Linked DNA regions of Zea mays: region 1 is linked to region 2. A link is a contact called in public Hi-C data. All regions are on one chromosome and are shown on one strand. The core of a region is the stretch at or near the end of the contact, and the rest is flanking DNA. Distances in the headings are between cores, read along the strand shown. Region 1 holds the start of LOC100501094 (protein kinase domain superfamily protein). Region 2 holds the start of LOC109939366.

What was found. Hi-C and Micro-C count contacts between places; a contact is called where the count stands out from the background.
Region 1: a Hi-C map of tassel shows a contact between it and region 2, with 4 times the contacts expected there. The contact joins the promoter of LOC100501094 here to the promoter of LOC109939366 in region 2. A contact is called at or near these places in 4 of 25 Hi-C or Micro-C datasets (ear, endosperm, leaf and 1 more).

Annotation. Positions count from the first base shown.
Region 1 is chr1:151,487,889-151,491,874 of Zm-B73-REFERENCE-NAM-5.0, forward strand. It overlaps LOC100501094 (protein kinase domain superfamily protein), which reads left to right and starts at 1,758. Exons shown (of 13, transcript NM_001195915.1): 1 at 1,758-2,557. The coding sequence starts at 2,151.
Region 2 is chr1:150,715,064-150,718,935 of Zm-B73-REFERENCE-NAM-5.0, forward strand. LOC109939366 reads left to right here and starts at 2,552. Exons shown (of 3, transcript XM_020546485.2): 1 at 2,552-2,641. The coding sequence starts at 2,610. LOC100273814 reads right to left here and starts at 2,747. Exons shown (of 2, transcript XM_020546492.3): 1 at 2,383-2,747. The coding sequence starts at 2,723.

The DNA.
Region 1 (3,986 bases), core at 508-3,007, 770 kb after region 2:
TAATTTGTGTGATTTTTCTTAATTACCCTTGATGATTAGTAGGTGGAGAAAGATACCTAAATCGGTAGGTCATGTAACCAATGACATGGTGGGCAATTTTTGTGCAATTATCATGAGGATGTATGAAAACAGTGTTTTCGAAGCACCCTTTGAGGAGCTTCAAAAGTTTCATGAAATTGACCTCTAGTTTCAGTTTTTTGAAACTAGAGCTCGTGGAGCTGTACCTGTTTGGATAGAAGCTGAAATAGATTTGAAAATTTTGAAGTAAAGCTCTCCCAGCCTAAAGCCAGCTGTTTAAACTATTGTAACTGTAATCATAGAAAAAACACTATATAAATAAAAACCAAACCAAGGGGCTCAAATAGAAACCTCGCAGAAAGCCTGCTTGTCGAAAGGTACACAGTTACTAGCTATGTAGTATTTTTATCGTTCTCTTTTCATTTTTTCATGTTCCTTTTCACTCCATACTTTATGAAGCAGTGTAATCTGACCGACTATTATGTTAGCTCACGGATGGAGCTACCTAGACCAGGCAAGGCTTCCAGACCACAACTGGCTTTAAATTTCACTCTTTTTTATTTTAACTATTTAAAACTAGAGCAAATAAAGTTATACGAGGCATGTCTGAGCTGCGGCTCGAATAATTCGAGTGTTGATTCACCCTTAGGGCCTGTTTGTTTTATACTTAATTCATGTGGATTAAAGTAAATTGAGTGAGATTAAATTCTAAACAAGTCAAAATCCTCCTAATTTCAATTATATCTAATCCATGTGAGGTGGAAATAATTGAACAAGACCTTATTTAAATACATGTCTAGAGTCCAAAAAAGGTGGCTAACCAGAAATTTAGCACATCTTCTTTTTCTTCTACATCATGCTTAGGATCATACTCTAACGGACTCTAAATTTTATACTATAAAATTTAAGAATTAAATCATATTAGGATCATACTCTCTTTCTATTTATTTTTAAAGTTAGCTTAATTAAAGGCTCAAACGAATGCATATGGACATGACTAGATGTTTTGGTCAAAAGTATGCACTTCTAAAGTATAAAATTTATTTAAATCAAGTAGACACCTAAAAATAGAACTACCAGACTCTAGTTGTATCTTTTTACGTTCTCTTCGTTTGAAGTATAATAATTATATCTTTATATACATATTTACCATTTTTATCCAAAATTTATATTTTGAGACGGGAAAAAGAAAAAAAAGGTCACACTAATAACAGACACATGTGAAAAAAGCTGACCAAAATTGTGGCATGCAAGCATGCCGTTCCGGGACAGTTGAGTGGTATAGGCACCCACAAAAGGACCCTACACACCACACGCAACAAAAGCAAATCATATAAATGAGCACCAAAACAGAACTGGCAAGCATAATATAGTATAGATCTAGACAGTTAAAAGCCAAGAAATAATCCCGAGCCTATCCGAAAATTGCAGTGATAGCAGCAACCAATTTCCCAGTTGCCAACATTTTTTCTCGTCAAGGATGACAACACAGGTTGGCACTGGCAGCAAGTTAGATGGATAGGGACAGGGACAGGCGCTGTGTGGATCAACACAACACCCAAGAAAATATACAAAAGAAATTGAAAATTGCCGAAACAGAAAAAATGGGCATAAAATACTTTTTGAGAAGGCTACAAAATATCAAACAAAAACTAAGACCAGATGCATAAAATGCCACCAGGAGACCAGCAAGCAGCCCCGGCAGTTTTTTATTGCCATTATTATTACTACTATTGTATTTTATTCAATCTCCATCTGGATGCGTGTGTGTGACCGGTGAGCGAGACAGATTCCACAGCAATTTGCTCCTCTTCCACGCACAGGCAAGACTGCTCCCCAGAAAAGATTGTAGTTTTCATCGATTTAGCCGGTTTCTGCCCGGGGGGATCGCTGCTGGAGATCTCAGAGAACCGGGAGGCTCCGAGCTTTTGCTCCGTTTGCGTCGAATCTGCCTCGGGAGCGGAGAAAGGAGCGGCCTTCCGAGCTCGTAGGGGCCGTCCCTGAGAAGGCGAGAGGGGACGCGGCGGCGGCGGAGTCAGCTCTAGGGCGCTCGTGGAAGTCGGTGATGCCGGTGGTTTGAGGACGAGGCGGCCTCGGTGGTTTTGAGGAAGCCAGCCTCTGCCGCGGCAAGGATGGACTCCAGCGGGGAGGAACTCCTGAAGAAGATCCGGGAACTGGAGGTTGGGCAGGCGCAGCTCAAGCAGGAGATGTCTAAGCTAATACCCGGCGCTGGGGAGCGTCGGCGCTCGCAATCCGTCTCGCCGCGGCGCGGCGTGCCGGTGCCGCCGCCACCGCCGGCCAAGGCGAAGGCGGGGGCGCCAGGTAGGCGGCTGTCCGGGGGGTTTGAGGGCGGGCAGCGCGCGTGGGCCCGTGGGTCGGCGTCTTTCCCGCACTCATCACCGCTGCAGCGGGAGGGCCGCGCAGGCGCTGGAGACGCTAGCACCAGCGCTAGGCTGCCGGAGAGGCAGTACTCCAGGGTGCTTCAGTCAATGGGGCAGTCCGTCCACATTCTTGACCTCGACGGGAGGATCATATACTGGTTAGATTTCTGGTGCTTCACTGTGTTTTTTTTTATTTGCTTGCCTGCAGAGCTTGACAAATATTCGAAGGAATGCAGTAGTGGTCTTGCTGGTTTGATATGTTGATTATATTCTAGTGCCTGCAATGGAGTAAGTCTTGTGTAATTGAAGCTCTTGCAATAGCAATCCTTGACCCTTGAGCAATTCTTTTGTGTCATTTTGATCTATCAATAACATGTGATAGAGGTTGCAGTGGCGTAGTGCAAATGACAATCTGTTGCACTGTCGGCATCCTATAGAACCCTAGCTACGTAAGGATGTGTCATTACTTTTTTTTTCTCGCAGGAGAACTACGCATCATTATATTGAAAGAGAGAAAGGTCCGAAATGGACCAAAGTACAATGCCATAACAGGCAAAAAATAAAAAAGGAAAAACAGTACAACCTCATGCACTAGGAATAGCCCTGACCCTAGCAAATGCAGCCAGAAGTCCGAGACTCTCGAGCTGCTTCGCACCAGCCATACACCAGCACTCCACCTCATTCAAGAAAAGCCTCTGAATGGTGCTCAATGAAGGGTTGACACCATCAAATACCGCCTTATTGCGATGCAGCCATAAACACCAGGCCCCTAGGATAATGAGACTATGAATACCTTTTCTGATTTGCTTGGGGACTCTCCTTTGCACCTTGTCCCACCAATCCACAAAAGAGCCCGCCTCTCTAGTAGGCGTAAGATGTCCCAACCTCAAAGCTGAAAATATAACATGCCAAAATTGTCTAGCAAAACTGCAAGAGCACAAGAGGTGCAAGATAGTTTCCTGCTCTTGATCACATAATGGATAAACCACCGGGTGCGGTAGTCCTTTCCTCTGAAGTCTATCCGCAGTCCAACATTTATTCCTTATTACCAGCCAAACAAAAAATTTGCATTTGGGGGGTGCCCACGACTTCCACACCCATTTCCATGGCTGGAAAGAAATAGCTCCCATAAACAACGCCGAATAACAAGATTTTGAGGACAATACTCCAGAGCTCGAGTGCACCCACACATGTCTGTCCTCCTCCTGATTAAGCACCACTCCACTTAAAGCATCCCACAGCTGCAAATATTGCTGTAGACCAATCAAAGATAAATGATTCACGATATCGCAAACCCATTGCCAATTATGCAACGCCTGAGCAACAGTTCTCGAATTAAATGGCCTGCTACTCACCATACTTACAACTTCAGGGCCAAAATCATGTATCCTCTGCCCATTCAACCATCTGTCCGACCAGAAAAAAGTATTGGTCTCATTCCCAACAACAGAGACCACCGAAGATTTAAAAAATTGTCTAACTTGCTGCTGCACGGGGATACTCAAACCAAGCCAACACATTTCAGATCGTCCTCAATGGGTTTAACAAAAAGGACCACATCATCAGCATAGATAGAAAGCCTGTTAC
Region 2 (3,872 bases), core at 1,302-3,801:
CAGGTAGAAAGGAAGCAAAGGGTGGGCATTGTATGGTTGCTCAGGGAAAGGTTTGCATGCCTATGAATTTGGGAGACTTGGGAATCTCGAGTTTCCCAGAGCTGTGCTGGGCTCTCCGAATGAGATGGCTCTATGGTTGAAGAAAACTGACCCTACCCATCCATGGGCTGATCTTCCAATTAAGGTGCCATGTAAAGCCAAATCCTTCTTCTCTGTTGTGCTGACCACTGTAATTGGTAATGGATCTAATACCTTATTCTGGGTGGACAAATGGATCAATGGAAGAAGTGTCAGACTTTGCCCCAAGGCTGTTTAGCATAATCCCAAAAAGAATAACCAGCAAAAAGAACTGTGCAAGAAGGCCTGCTAAATAGGAGGTGGATTGGGGATATTAAGGGTGCTCTAACGGTGGGAGCCTTAGCGGACTATCTGCACCTCTGGAATGCTCTCTCAGTTCTATTTTTGCAGCCAGATATTGAGGATAAACATATTTTCTCTATTGCACCTAATGGCAAATACTCTGCGAAAGTTGCTTATAGTGGTCTATTCTATGACTTGTGTTTTTGCTCACCACAAGCAGATATGGAGGTCTTGGGCTCCCTCTAAATGTCGGTTCTTCTTGTGGCTGGTAGCTCAAAATAAATGTTGGACTACAGACCGTCTTGCAAAAAGAGGCATGAATCATCCAGTCAGATGCCCTCTCTTTGATCAAGACTTCAAAACTATCATCATATGCTGGTATCCTGCGTTTTCTCTAGAGTCTTTTGGTACATCGTCTTAAGGTTTTTTGGCCTGCACAGTTTAGCACCTCAACAAGGAGATATCAGTTTTTTGGGCTGGTGAGAAAGGGCTTCAGATCAGGTCACGGGTTTGAGGAAGAAAGGGTTGGATTACCTCCTCTCTCTCTTGGAGCGTGGTTGATCTGGACCCATAGAAATAGAGTGGTTTTTTGATGGAGTGGCTCCTAACCTCTCTCTTCTCCTACAGACTGCACATGAGGAGAGGGAGAAGTGGCAAGTGGCTGGTGCCAAGGGATTATCCTTCCTGGCTGCCCCGCTCTCCACTTCTTAGGGTCAGATTCAGATCTTCATAGGGTGTGTGTGGCTTATCCTTTCCTTATGGATTGTTTTATGTATGCTTCTGTGTGGCCTCCCTTCCCTTCTGTAAGGGTGCCTTGTATCCGGGGTTCTTTTCCCCTTCCCTTCTGCTATAATATATTGGAGTGCAGTTCTCCTGCGCTTTTCGAGAAAAAAATGTCACAAGAATATAGGTTTAGAGCATGCATCATTTGGACGTAGTTTTAAATGCAACCTGATTCCCAACCCAACCTAGGAAGGTAATACAACACAGCCATGCCCTTAAAACCATGTCTAGCAGTTAATTTCCTATGTTATGCAAAGCATAGAACCCTCAATCCATTCAGGTTTTGGATGAACACAGAAATACTGAGAAGTGAAGTACACAGAACAACAGTAAATGTACATTTTTCCTATTGCTACATTCAGGATATGTGATGTGCTTATGTACATCATGAAACAAACACCTAGTAAGCAAGAAGACTACACTCATCAGACAAACTTGTGTTAGGTTAGAAGCACCCTGGTCCCAGATTAAGGAGCAGAATTGCATCCAAATGATGAATATGAACAATGCAAACCCTCATCAACATGAAAACATGGTAGACCAGAAACTGCCTATGCGCCATCTAAACTCTAGAGGCAACAGTCAAGTGCAGCCAGAACCCCCAATCCAGTTTATTAACATCAGGATCAACTGCAATCTCAGTGCAGTTGATTCAAAATACCCTATTTGCATTCTAGCCCATCCCTGCTGACTTTGGATCCCTAATCAGACCACAAAAACTGAGTACAGGACATTGTTACACGCCAAAAGAAATCTCTTTGCATATACATTTGACTAGTCGGTATTTTCCCTGCAACAGCCACCATTTCTTTTTCGCCACCAGCATCCTTGTTGCATCGCAGGCCAACATATACCGGTGCATAACAATAACACACCAGAACTGTTTGCCGCGGATTGGATCAGTATTACCATTCCCAACTCCATGGCAGATTGGCAGACGACCCTTGCGTCCCTTGATCCAACCCAGGAACCAAAAGCAGAGACGGCCGCCGTATCCTCCGCCAAACCAAGCTATCTGCACGGCGACCTAACACGCTCGCCTTGCACACCATCGACACCGACACATAGATTCGCCGTGCCAACCCAGCGCGCCGGCGCCGAGGGGGAGCCAGATCCGAATGGCCAAGGCAACCGAAAGGGTAAGTTTTTTTTCCCAAAACGCGAGCAGGCGCGTAGCGGTGTAGGGTCAGGCGCCGGGAAAGGAAGTAAGAATCTGGGGTACGAAGAAGGGGAGCTCACCGCGCCGGAGATGAAGGGGACTTGCGCCGCCGCCGAGAGGGAGGGCACCGAGGGTAATTCGTTTTCGATCCGTGTGGGGTGGCGTATTTGCGGGGACGCCCTTTTAAAGGCCCGCCAAGGCTATTCGCGAGCGAGTGTCCGGTGCTTGTCGGGGGCTCTGGGCGTCTGGCGCTGACTACGGACCACAGAGCCACGGAAGAGAAGAGGCATGACCGCATGAGCTGTCCATGTCTTTGCAGGCTTTCGAGAACAAACAGAGGTAACAAAGCACACAACCTTAACTCGCCCTTACACAAGATTGAAAATTCCTTAACCACGAAGATGAAATAAATATATAGCATTTTTCAGAAAAACACAAACAGAGACGTCACATCAGGATTTAAGGGTAAATCCGGCCGCGTATTAAGGATGTGTTTGGTTGCGAGTCAGGACGGGATGGAACAGGACGATCCCACACACTAGACTGTTTGGTTGGGAGTCAAGGTTCAGATGAGACCGTCCCTACAAAAATATTATCACTAGAATATTGTCCATGTTCGTCCCTCTGAATCAGACGGATAATATCGTTCTTCTCGGGACAAGGCACCTCACGAGCCCTTCTCATCCACATCAGATCTAGCGCCGCCTCCTTCATCCCGCTGGCCGGCGAGCTCCTCAGCGCGGTGAGTCCTCTTTCCCCTCTACTCTCCTCTTCCCCTATGCTCTCCTCTTCCTCCAATCCTGCTGACCGGCGAGCTGCTCAGCAGGGTGCGGTGAGTCGCCTATCCTCTGCTCTCATTTTCCTCCTTTATCCCGCTAGCCGGCGAGCTCTTAAGAGCCAGGCGCGGTGAGTTCCTTTCCACTCTGCTCTCTTCTTCCCCTCTGCTCTCTTCCGCGTGGTGAGCCCGGCGCGGCGAGCTCTTCCCCCACAGGCTCGTGACCAGCAGACGCATCAGGATCAGGCTCCATGGACAACAGCTCTCCGACCCCTTTCTGATGCCTGATGCTTGGTGTAGTCGTGTAGGTGAGAGAGGGAGAGAGCCATGCTACAGCCGGCCAGCATCAAGGAAAAGTTCTTGTCAACTTGTACAGCAGTTCTTATTGTTTAGCCATGTAGCTGGTGCCTGGTGTAGCCGTGTCGGTGGTGTAGCATCCTTTATTTTTTTATCAAATCTACGACATACTCATCCACAAGCTATTGCTATTATAAATTAATCTCCTTATTAGTGAACTTAGCATCAGTTCTTGACTTACAAATCTACGGCATACTCATCGTTTATGGTTCTTGACTTACAAATGTACGACAGTTCTTGTCAATTTGTGTTTCTTGCGCTACTGAATTGTTTTTAGACTTGAGTAATGTAAATAATTCTATGCAAATAGTGTATGTAGATCATAATGTATTAATATGCAGATCGTAATTGCTATTAGTTCCTTTATATTTTGTTTGCATGAACACTTGATTGTACACCTATATATCAATTCTACATGATTGTTGTCTTTTTGGATTT